Regions from separate parts of the Mus musculus genome. Here region 1 is linked to region 2. Evidence: chromatin contacts called from public Hi-C data. All regions are on one chromosome and are shown on one strand. Each heading gives the region's core, a stretch centred on a gene start, on an enhancer-like site or on the middle of the called end of the contact. The rest is flanking DNA. Distances are from core to core; before and after follow the strand shown. Region 1 has its middle 23 kb from the start of Gm46886. Region 2 has its middle 160 kb from the start of Gm25803.

The links. Hi-C and Micro-C count contacts between places; a contact is called where the count stands out from the background.
Region 1: a contact with region 2 is called in a Hi-C map of the N1E-115 cell line, with 7 times the contacts expected there. The contact joins two enhancer-like sites. A contact is called at or near these places in 2 of 484 Hi-C or Micro-C datasets (the HL-1 cell line and the N1E-115 cell line) and 1 of 9 other capture datasets (embryonic stem cells).

The regions. Positions count from the first base shown.
Region 1 is chr4:81,953,814-81,959,834 of GRCm38.p6, forward strand. No RefSeq gene overlaps it. Among named protein-coding and RNA genes, the nearest start is that of Gm46886, 23 kb to the left of the region's middle. Within about 2 kb of position 3,283, at least 9 of the 459 cell types and tissues checked have an H3K27ac peak or open chromatin away from gene starts, as enhancers often do. A contact at or near this core is called in the N1E-115 cell line, where this site is marked.
Region 2 is chr4:81,177,000-81,183,150 of GRCm38.p6, forward strand. No RefSeq gene overlaps it. Among named protein-coding and RNA genes, the nearest start is that of Gm25803, 160 kb to the right of the region's middle. Within about 2 kb of position 1,987, at least 61 of the 459 cell types and tissues checked have an H3K27ac peak or open chromatin away from gene starts, as enhancers often do. A contact at or near this core is called in the N1E-115 cell line, where this site is marked.

The DNA.
Region 1 (6,021 bases), core at 2,033-4,532, 780 kb after region 2:
GAAAACATTTAATGGGGGCTGGCTTTCAATTTAGAGGTTTAGTCCAGAATGGTCTTGGTGGGAAACATGATGGCACGCAGACAGACATGGTATCTGAGTGTTTTTCATCCATATTGGCTGGCAGTAGGAAGAGATTGAGAAGCTGGGTTTGGCTGGAGCATCTGAGGCCTCAAGCCCCATCCTCAGTGACATGCTTCCTTCAACAAAGTCACACTTAGTCCAAAAAGACTATACCTCCTAATAGTGTCACTCTCTATAGGCCTATGTGGGCCATTTTTATTCACATCACCATAGATACCATTATATGTCCTGCTTTCTACTACTGAGGAAATTCCTTTGAAGTGGACTTTATGACTTAAAAAGCAAGGCATCTTCTCTTATTTGTTATAGGCCCCACTGTTCACTGGATTGGCTGGTGGTATTATTAGCAAACATTTTCTGCCAAGGGCTGGATATTGTATTGTGAGCCTTATGATTCAAAGGCTCAGGTGCTGCCCCAATCATATAGTACAGAAGTAGTGTGGTTAGTGTGGAACTGAGTGAGTCTTGCTGGGCTTTGATGGACCCTTGTTGCTGAGTACTAGAACTTCAAGGAATTGTTACAAACTTCAAAATATTCCTCTTGAATTTTGTTTCAGTAACTTAAAAATATGCCAAAAGCCACATAGTTCACAACCCATTCCTACAAGGAAAGGAGGCAGGGAGGCAGGATTTGACCTGGAGGTTAGAGTCTGGAAATTCCTGGTATAGAGATTACTGGTTTAATAAGCAATTTTGCAGTACATTAAAATATTCCTCTTTGGGTTTAAGAGGGGATTCAAGGATCTCTGGGGGAAAGGATATAGAATAGATTTCTCAGATGGACTAGGATCAGATGGAGTTGGGTACAGGGAGGATCAGATGTGGTGAAAGAGAGAGGGAAAATACTGGGAGAATGACTGGAATTGGGGGGACATTTGTGAAGCAAGATAGAAGCCTAGTGTAATGGATCTTGCATGGAGTCCACGAGAATAATAGGGAATACAGGGCCTGACCTGGTCATCTTCTTTAATCAGGCAAGGCTTCAAGTGAAGGGATTGGGATACCAACCCAGACACAAATCCTTTAACCTACATATTGTCCTGCCTACAGAGTGTGTTAGGACCAGAACCTAGTAGAATGAAGAGACTAGAGAGACATCATCTAGCCACTGTTCAGAACAGATGCAGAATACCACAGACAAACATTAGGCAAAGCTTAGGGAGACCTGTGGAAGATGCCCAGCGATGATTAGGGAAGCAGAGAGGTCAAGGACCCACCACGAGAACATGATCCGAAGAATCAACTGACCTGGATTCACGGGAACTCGCAGAGATCAGGGAGCCTGTCTCCTGGATATATGTTATAGCTGAGTAGTTTGGTGTTCTTGTGGAAATCCCAACAATGGGAGCAAGGGCTGTCCCTGACTCTTTTGACTACTTGTGGGACCCTTTTCCTCCTACTGGATTGCCTTGTCCTGCATTTCCTTGATATGATGAGATGTGCCTGGTCTCATCGTAGATTGTTATAAAATGTTGTTTGATGACTCTGGGAGGTCTGTTCTTCTCTAAAGGAAGTGGGTGGATCTGGGGGGGAAGAGAAGGCGCAGGGTGGCTTGCGGAGATGATAGCGGCAGGGGAGAACTGGGGAACTGTGATGGGGTGGGTGTAATATATGAAAGGGAATAAAAATAAATTCCTCCTTAGTGAGATACTGATCTCTCCTACACGTTTTTGTTGGCTTTTTAAAATTCACAAGGCGGGGCTGGTGAGATGGCTCAGTGGGTAAGAACAACCGACTGCTCTTCCAAAGGTCCAGAGTTCAAATCCCAGCAACCACATGGTGGCTCACAATCATCTGTAACGAGATCTGGCTCCCTCTTCTGGAGTGTCTGAAGACAGCTACAGTGTACTTACATATAATAAATAAATAAATCTTTAAAAAAAAATTCACAAGGCATCAAGCCTACTTTGGGCACCACTCAGTATAAAAGCAGTCAATGGATAAATGAATGTCTCTGCACATTAACTGCTGTCAGTATTGATTCAAATCACACTTGAGCATATTGCTTGAAGAAACCAAACAGCATTCATTCTTATGGTTTTACTTAAAGTTGTTCTTGTATCAAGCTAAACCACAGCAGTATTTTAGGGACCCTAATTACACCGACACCTTCTATTCCTCCATTCTCTTCACCTCCTTATAGTACAAAGCTGTCTATACGCACACGCTTTAACTAGAGTTATTCAAAGGGAGGAGCTATACTTTTGCAAGATGCAGTGAGACTATAGTGAGAAACAGAGAAATGTCCCTGTCTCTCAATCAGTTACTGAAGAACTATTGCTGAGAACATTGTTGGCTCCTCAGTGTATTTATTGTTTTTATAAGGGGAATTTTGCTCAGCTACAAAAAGAATTTTGTTTTCATTTTTTTTGTTTGTTTTGTTATTGTTGTTTGCTATCTTTTGTTTTTCTTTGTGTGTTTTTTTTTTTCAAGACAGAATTTTTCTGTGTAGCCCTGGCAGTCTCTCTCTATACACCAGGCTGGCCTCGAACTCATAGAAATCTGCCTGCCTCTGCTCCCTGAGTGCTGGGATTCATAGAATGTGCCACCACCACCCGGCTAGTTTCATTTTTTTCTCAAAGCGGACTCCGTGCTGTGTGAGCACAGAGAGTCTCTTTTCTCGTTGACTAGCTTTCTGTGTGTATAGTTTCTATTTTATTTTTAATTATGTGTGCATGCATATGAAGGTAGGTACCCAAGGAAGCCACAAGAGGGTGTCAGATCCCTGCATCTGAGGATACAGGTGGCTGTGAGTCACCCTATGTGGGTACTAGGAACAACACCCAGGCCCTCTAAAATGAGTCCTTAACTACTGAGTCATCTATTTAGACCACTATCTGTGTATTTTAATGTGTTATGCTTTATGGAACATTACAAGCTGTGCCTTCTTTCCCCCTTTTCTTCATCTTCTAATGGGAAAACACTACTTTTAAAAAGAAAAGAACACCGTGTTGGCAATGTTTAGTGTGCAAAATGTTCAGGACTGATGAGAGTGAGGAGGGTCCCAAGTCTGCACATTTATCAGCAACTGTCCCAAAAGGTTAATCGGCTTGGAGTGTCTCTTCTCAGTATTCCCAACACTTCCATTTTAAATCCCAAGTTTATCTTGCTTTTAAAAATATTTGCCCCGTGACTCCATTTGCAAGCCTGGGAGTCCAGACATGATTACTCCAAATTGGAGACCTTCAGACTGGGAAGGACTATAGTCCAAGGTCAGAGCAAGTGACGGTACTGGGGCAGCAGCCTGCCCTGGGGATTTATCTGCTAGGTTTCAGGAGTGACAGTAAAGAACTGGGCTGCCTGATGAACCCAATGAACAGAAAAAAAAATCTGTCCAAACATGGAAAGCTCACTGCAACGATTGAGGAAACATTGCCTATTTGTTTGGAGTACATTTAATTATTTTTAAACATGTGCAGCTTGTAGTTCAGTGAACATGTCAGGGATAATAGAAGACGAAAGGCAAATGAGGAGAGGCGGTGCTGGTCCTGGAGTGGCTCTTCTCCACAGCTGGCTGCTGGGTGAAACAGTTCCTTCCAAAGTGTGGCTCCTTGTCTGTCACCTAATGAAATGCAGTAGGGGGATTAATGTCATTAGCTGAGGCCAACCTGCTGTGTAGTAAACAGAGATATCCCCCCCCCTCATTTGGGGGGAGTGTTCCTCAGCTCCTACCCACTGGCCTGCAAAGGTCACTCCCCAGCCTTCTATTAGTTAAATGGGAAGAAATTAACTGGGCTGGAGAATCTTGTGGTCTGTTTGAGGGAGAGCAGGCTCTAGGCAATTTAGCATCCAAGTCTGCACCTCCCTCCCTTCTCTTGCACTAATTGGAGCTTAAATTTCTTCTTGGAGGGGGTTGGGGGGTGAGGTGGGGTGGGGGACATGGGAGGATAAAAGCCCTCCAAATAAATGTTTTACAGAAGAAGAAAGAGGAGGAAGCAGAGGGTTTTGTTTTGATAAGCAAATTAACACAGAACATGGGGGATGATCTTGGATTGTCTTGTTCATCTCTCTCATGAACCATGAGCACTTCTCACATTTATCTGCAAAGTCAAATGCTCAGAAATGCATGTCTTGCTCTACACAAACTGCCAGGAATGTAGACAGCCAACAGTAGCCAAGTGTAAAAGTTAAAATTTTATAATCTCTGGAATATGCACAAATCTTGGTTCTAAAGAACTTGAACTACTGGAAGAATGGTGGGGAAAGAATTCTGAAAAGACCGGCATGCACTTGCAGAGGACAGTGACAGCTCAGAGCCACAAACCGCAAACTTGAGTTACACGCAGCAATCCCAGCTAGATGTAAAATAAAAGGAAGAAATAACAAGTGAGAAAAGAACAAGAAAGTTTGAGGACAATATGATGAGAGAGCTCCAGCTGACTCTGCATCACACACCGCCTTGTGAGGTCTGCCCTTAACCCTTTCTTTATCGAAACAGAGCATCCCTTTGTACTGAGAGCTTTTAACGGCACTCTAACATGGGCACTGTGGCATTTTTGCAGCAATAGATATTAGTATCAACGATTATTATGAAGGATAAAGGAAAAAGAATCTCAGAGTCATTTGCATTTTTATGTTGCAAACTTGGTTCTGATCCACTCACATCCTCCAGTCTTCCTGGGACTTCTGGTAGTCTTGTTTTTAAAGGGCACTATGGCAGACTTACTATTCTCTCCTTATTAGCAGGCCAGTATGGTGAAGATGGAAAGTTGGTAACATCCTTCAAAAAGATCCAGGAAAAAAAAACCTTTAGCAGTTCAAGGCTAATAGTCCAGAGACCATAACAGTTTTGGGACAGAAATGATGTCTTAGGACTCAATACTGCCCCATAGATTGTTCTTACTGGTCATCTGGCTGCTTTCCTGGGTTCTATGCCACAAGTATTCAAGAAGGAGCCTTGACTCCATCTATATGGGATAGTCAGATGTCTGAGATAATCTTCTGCCTTTTGCAGTTTCCACTGTGCCCCAAGTATCATGCTAACTGTGCCCCAAGTATCATGCTAGTATCATGCTAGAAAGATCGTTGTCTTACTCACCCAGCTACTTTTTGGTCCTTCCAATAGTCATTAAGTTCCCCATGCCCCGACACACTCCTAAGACTCTTAACCAGGCCATAGTCATCTTTCCCCGTCTTTGCATTTAGATTTAATCCCTGGTCAGCTGGGATAGGTCAGTCCTCATAGAACCCTCTGTGCCTAGTCTCACCCTGCCCTGCATATGTTTTATTTCTCCTGGACTGTTTCTGCTTCAAAAACCAATCTAGGCCATGGCTGCTCAGGGTAGGGCAAGATAAAGATAAGGCAAATGCAGAGAAGGCTCCTTTCTAGTCTCTAAGATCTGTGCAGGATCTAACTCTCAGGAGGATGTATATTTATAACTTTATTTCTATATTAGCTACATTTATATCTAAAATGCATGCACTTATGTATTAAAGTAGAAGTTGGACTTTTGAATAAGAGAAGAGACCAATGAAAGTAGAGACCCAGCCCTTCTCTCTGAAACATCCTAGGATATTCCCAGTTGCCTGGCCAAAGCCAGCAGTTCTCATGTGTGATAAAATAAACTCTTCCAGCTGGGGAATGCTGGGGTTATATTTTTATCTCTGGTGTCTGGTGACTGCATAAACTAGAGGAACAAAGATAGAATGATTTATACGTGTCATTAGAAACGTAAGATTTTTAAGGGTTAGTAAACATGTACAGTATGGGACATATTAGATGTACCATTTGTATAATACAAAACACTCCCTGCAACCTTGAATACTTGCAAATTTGATGCAGAGAGAAAGTGAGGTACTGAATATCTTTCTATTCTTTTTTGTGCATGGCCATAGAGTCACATGACCTTCCTTGTGAAGAAAGAAGACAAAGGATTGAGGATCTTGACTTGGTTCCAGCCAATGCAGTCATTTAAAATTTAGGGTACACTATAGTGTATA
Region 2 (6,151 bases), core at 737-3,236:
AGCATGGCTCTGGCAGGTCTTGCTCTTTTCTCCCATCCCACTTGCCTTGTTAAAAGCAGATTATATTCCTAAAGCTAACCACCAAGGTCTATTGCTATTTGACCACTTCTTCCTCCTGAGGCTGATTGCCAAGGTCCAGCTATCAAAGGACTGAAACCCAGCAATCAAAAGTCGTCCCCCCCCCAGCTTCCTTAATTAACTTATCCAATTAAAATTCAACACCTCATCCAAACACAGGGTTTCCCTCTTTACCTCTATAAACTGCCATTTTCCTGTGGACCACATCTGTCTCCTCTCTATCCAGAGGCAGTCCTTTGCCCCATACCTAGGCAGATATCCCTGCCCCCTCTGCCTTGTTCCTCTGCCTTTCTCTCTGTCCTCTATCTCCTGTCTTTGTTTTTTATTTCCTGACCTTTGTCCCTTTGAGCTGAGAACTTGGTCTTCGGGGTCCAAATGATACCTTTTTTTTTTCTCTTTAAATCCAGTCACGTTTAATGAATCCTGATGACCAGAGATTAGATTCTCAATAGACTTGGCAGAGAGGGATGACCTCAGCCAAGGCATCAACCTTTAGGCTGAGCACACATGTAAACAAGAAGGGAATACACTAACAGGATGAGGCATAAGTGATTAGTGAAGACTCTCAGCTCCTTAAGGGCGTAACCATAAATTATGCCCGACAGTTCGGTTTCCGGTAATTGTTAACAAATCTGCTGTGTTCATTAAGATCACGTCTTCCAGCTTGTTACATGGCTCATCTAATTACCTGCCTTATCCTTGTTTGGGGTTGTTAGAGCAGTTGTCTCCCACTTCAGCGGGAACCTGCTGGGTACAGGCACAGAGAGTGACTTCCTGTGTGCATTTGGGAGCTGTGGTCTGTTCACTCCCAGAGGTCGTTGCTACCGGGTCTGGAAGCTGGGTGTGAGCAGGTATCTTTTCAGCATCCTATTGTCTGCTATTTTGAATCTAAACTTCTGGGTGACTGTCATTATTATGGCCATGACCCCACAGTGGCAGAGACATTGATCGAGAAGAGTTAACCTCACAAATGAAACAATGGTCGAACCCCACTAGGTTCTCCACAAGGATGACCCCTTGTGGCTTACGGGAACACAAGTGGACCTGTGCACAACCGGGCATCATGCACATTCCCTAAGCCCTTGAAGAAGCCTTGTTTATTTAACTTTTCAAACTAACTTGAAGCACTTTTAGAACAGTTGTTTACACTGTGTTAACTGGAGAATACACAAGCACTGTGGATACAGGAAATGGAAGCAAGGAAAACGGGCAAGGTGCAGGAACTCAGCTATGAGTAACAGTGGATTGTAACACTGTTTTTTCCTTGACGGTTCTCTTCCTGCACACAGAAGGCACACTTAACAACAGGAAGGTTGGTGAAACCCAGCAGCAGTAGCAGACAGAGAACAGACTCTGGGGCCGCCGTTACTAGGGTATCAATTCCTGTGCTCATCGTGGGTGGGAGGAAAGCGTACGTACATCTATGTAAACACTGAATGCTCCCCAACAGGCTCAGATGTGCCTTTCCTTGCCACACTGAAGTTCTTGTCTTATACTGATCATCTCACAGTTAATATGTCCCACTGGTCCTCCATGTGTGCGGACTACCTGCTCCGTTTTGTGTGTGGCACATAACGTTGAGCATTATTTGATAAGTGCAGAAACAAATACCAAGTGCCTAGACAGCGAACATTCCAGATGGGTTACTAATTGAGCTGTTGGGAAATCTCTGACACTCTTAGATGGGAAAGAGCTGGAGGATGCTCTTGCTCAAGGATTTCCCAGGCCTTTGAACAAGTTCTGTGCTCTGCAAATGTGTTGAGATTCGGTTTCTCCCGCTGATGCGCCACAGATGGCCACATGGTGGCGCTGGCGCTGCGCCGTAGAAACGGAGCTCAGGCTGCAGCTGAGGCTCCAGCCTCCCTCGCTGTTCTTCCGGCCCCCGCCCTGCGCTTCCCCTCAGGACTTCCTTCCCATCCAGTCAAGCTTGATGCCATGGCTCTTGCCAAGAAGCTGTCAAGCCAGAAATGGGAGCTGGGGTACTGCCCACCTGAAGCTGGAATTTCCTTTGTTCTTCAGCAGACTCAATTCACTGTATTGCTCCTAGTTAAAAAGAAAAAAGAAAAAAAAAATCTCCACCACACTTTTAATGCTTTTTTAAAAAAAGCATGGTTTCCTAGTTTGAGATGCAAGTATTTTTACTCTGCACTTGATTGGCTCCTGCAAGTGACCCAGTGCTGCCTAAATAAAATCACCTACAAAGCAAATATCCTGATATGTTCTTACGATGTTCACAGCTAGAATGTGCAAGGGCCTGTTCCCTAGTAAAAGGGACTGTTTACTAGCCCAACCTAGCATAAGGCACCTGGACATGTACATTCACAGGCGACTGGAGAACAAGAAAGCAGAAATAAATTACTTGAAAATCACCTACTCGCTATGAATGACAGCTAAGCTCAGAAACTAACAGTCCCTTTGCAGAAGCAAAAATACTTTCAATAAATTAAAGCTGCTATTCTTTTCTCTACACATGTTTGGTATATACATCTGGGTGTGTGTGTGTGTGTGTGTGTGTGTGTGTGTGTGTGTGTGTGTGTGTGTGTCTGTGTATGCGTGCGTGTGCAGGGTGTGTTTGTGCATAAGGATTACCCTGTCATCTTCACTGGGCACCTTAATGTTTGAAACATGGTCTTTCAGTTAACCTAGAGCTCACTGATTGGCCAGACACACTGGTCCCTGATCTCTCAGAGACATATCTTCTGGGATGGTACCTCCATCATACCCAGCATATCTGTAGGAACATAAGCTCAGCCCCTCGAAAGCTCTTTATCCACCAGGCCATCTTCTTATCTCCCCCTTTCCTTGTATTCAGCTAAGTCTTGTGCTACTTAAGGTGAAATAATCCGAAGTCATACTTATATATGGCAATGCTTTTAGTAATTGATATCTAATAAATAAAATGGATGTTTGTAAGGAAGCAGTCCATTGAATCACAACAAGTGTACATTCATTAGTGCAAGCTCTATCACAATTAAGACATGCAAGTAGAGAAATCCTAGTCCAAAACGTCTGGGAGCAGAAATAGTCTAGATTTCTGGTGTCTTCACAGCTTGTAATATTTTCATGTATGAAATGAGGTAGCTCAGAGATGAAACCCATGTTTAGACACAGGATTTTGCAACCTCAGCCAGTATGTATGATACTGGGGAATGATGTTGGCCACTATTTGTCCATTCTAATTTAGCCACTATATAGTATATATGTGAACTGTTAACATGTTTGGATTTTAACTTTCAGCTCTCTGCTGTTGACTGCCGTTGAGCATTCTTTCATATGCTCGCAAGGAGTTGTGGGTCTTCCTCTGTGACATGTCCATTTAGAAACTGAGCTTTCCAAAAACCCACATATAGTAAGCTGTTCCTGTAATGTGGGTGTGAGTTTTCTGTTATTACTGTGGGTTGGAGAACTATCTTCTTCAGCCTGTGGCTTCTTCACTTGGTGTTCCCCCACGGTGTCTCTTGATAAGCAGAAATTAAATTTAAATGAAAGCATCATTTACAGCTTCCTTCATGTCTAGTGATATAAAACCAGTTACTTGATGTATGTGTCTCGTGCTCTGATCTCAGCTTGCTGGAGAGCCTCTTCCTTCAGTAAGCAGCCTTGACTCAGTCTATAGTCTACGCCTATGCTGGGTTGCCTTGAAAGCCAATTGATGGTGCGTGTTTGGTTCTAGTTGACCCCAGGTCGGTTCTCACCATGCTGTTTGTGCAACTGTTCATCTTCAGGCATCACTAGGATGCCCCCACGCTGCTCTTTGAAGAGATCCCTTTGACCTTATTTCAGGAGTTGTGTTTCCCAAATAAGTTTCAAAGTTAATTCTCAGTTTCCAATACATACACACACACTGTGTGGGGGGGGGGGTAGAAAAAGAGAGATGATTGGATTTGATTGAATAGACTTTACTAGGTTTTTAAACAGTTAATTTGTAAGATCTATTTCTTGTTAAGAAAGCTTCATTTTCTAACTTTTGAAAATTTTCTCAAAATGTTCTTGTCTTTGAAAAATATTTAAAACTGTCTTAAACCAGATCAAAACTCATTTTGAAAATCTTGGAAACCATCCAGTCTATTTTGAGCTACTCTGCCTGGATAAAAAGAAACTTCTTCCCCATGATTCAAGTCTGGAAAAGTATTTTTCTGACATTAAAAAAAAGTATGTAATTATGATAAGTAAGTTCCTAACTTCAGAAATATTTTAGGTGCTTTAAAAAATACTAATATCCATGTTATTTAAGTATTAGCTTAAAAAGTAACTTCTGTGTAGATTCTACAAGATGGAAAAATAATCCCAATTCATTAATTATATTCAAATTATTAAAAATTAAAAACAAAATTGGTGTTCAAGTCTTTCAATCTGGTATATATTCATGACATGTGGGTACAGAATCCTAAAAAAGTAGCCACACAGAAGAAAACAAGTGACCCAGCTTACTGTTCAAGTGATTTTAATTGTAGGTTTTCAGTCTGGTTTGGTTTCCTCTCTATTTGAGCCATTTCAATCTCTTAATTGTTGTCTTCTATTTTGTTTAAAATCTTATTTCATAGAGGTGTGCTCAGGTAGCAAGAGCCCTCTATCAGCCCTCTCTCCAGTCACAACCTGTGTCTCTCTTCTCCCATTTGACAGGAGTGTCTGGACTGTAGTACACAACAACACAGTCATTTGAAAATAAACACAGCCTTCACTATACTTCAGAATCTGTCATATTTGAAGATGCTTGCCGCTGGGCTTGTCAGCGATCAACAGCAACAAATTAACTAACATAAAATAAAATAAAAAAAAATCATATCCCGTAACACAATTACCATACTCTTTCCATTGTAAGGTCTATTTTCCACCTTACGAATTAGGATATATAATTTGTATACTAATTCTGAAATTAGGATATGTAAATAAATCCAAACTACAATTGCACATAAATGTTTATCGCTCAAATCAGAGCAATCCATAACAGAGATGATCGCAGTGAAACCGAGAAAACAAGGCTTGCGAGAATAGACTTGTTCAGGGTATCAGAAGCACGCTGAAAAGAGAGCAATTGCATTACTTAGTTAAAAATCTGTACAGTGAATAATTCAAGGTTATTAAATATGTTTGTGAAAATGGTCAGTGACAAGTGGAAGTACTTATATTGTAAACGGCCAAAAATAGGCAGGAAAGCCTGCAGATCATTTACATTCATGTAATAGTTCTTGAATAGCTAAGCATTCAAGATTTAGCCTGGTCACAGTAAACATTTTCCCCTTTGAACCCCCAGAGTCTGCAGCCATCTGACACCAGACCCTCCCTGTGACAATCTAGGGGCTATTTGGGGGATTTTCTAGTTCTTTGATAGGATTTTGCTTTTATGTAGAGCAATGAATACAATTTTCAGTTTTAGCTAAGGAAAGATAAAATAACCCAAATAATACTTTTGTCTTTCTATAAACCCTGACTTCCTACTGCCTGAAAGAACTCAAATTTACATTTATAAAACCGAAACAAACATGACTACTTTTTACTCGTATTTTAGTAAAACAAAACTCAGTGCTCACTCCACACAGACGAGGCAGCTTGAAGAGCTCTGGGGACTTATGGAAGAGGAAAGGAGAATAGACCATGGATCTTCTTATGTCCCACTGTGTGATTCATAATTACTCTTCAGTGACCTTTTCGGGGACACACTAATTCACAAAGCAAAGCATACAATGAAAATGCAGGACCCCGAGTTGAAGACTGTTTAAATCAAAAGGTTTACTATGTTTTTGCCTTTTGATTTCTTTTCATTAAAATGCTGCTGTATCTTTTTATTATGAACATTCTCTCTCTCTCTCTCTCTCTCTCTCTCTCTCTCTCTCTTTGTGTGTGTGTGTGTGTGTGTGTGTGTGTGTGTGTGTGTACATGTAGTAGGTGAGGTACTTGCCACAAAGCCCATGTGGACATCACAGCTTTGTGGAGTTCTCTCTTCCCTTCTACCTTTAGTTGAGTTATGAGGATTGAACTCAAATCCCCAGGTTTGCACAGTCAGTACCTTTATTCTGCTGACACATATTGCCAACTGATGCCCCCCATCTTACCAATAGCTAACAGAGAACTG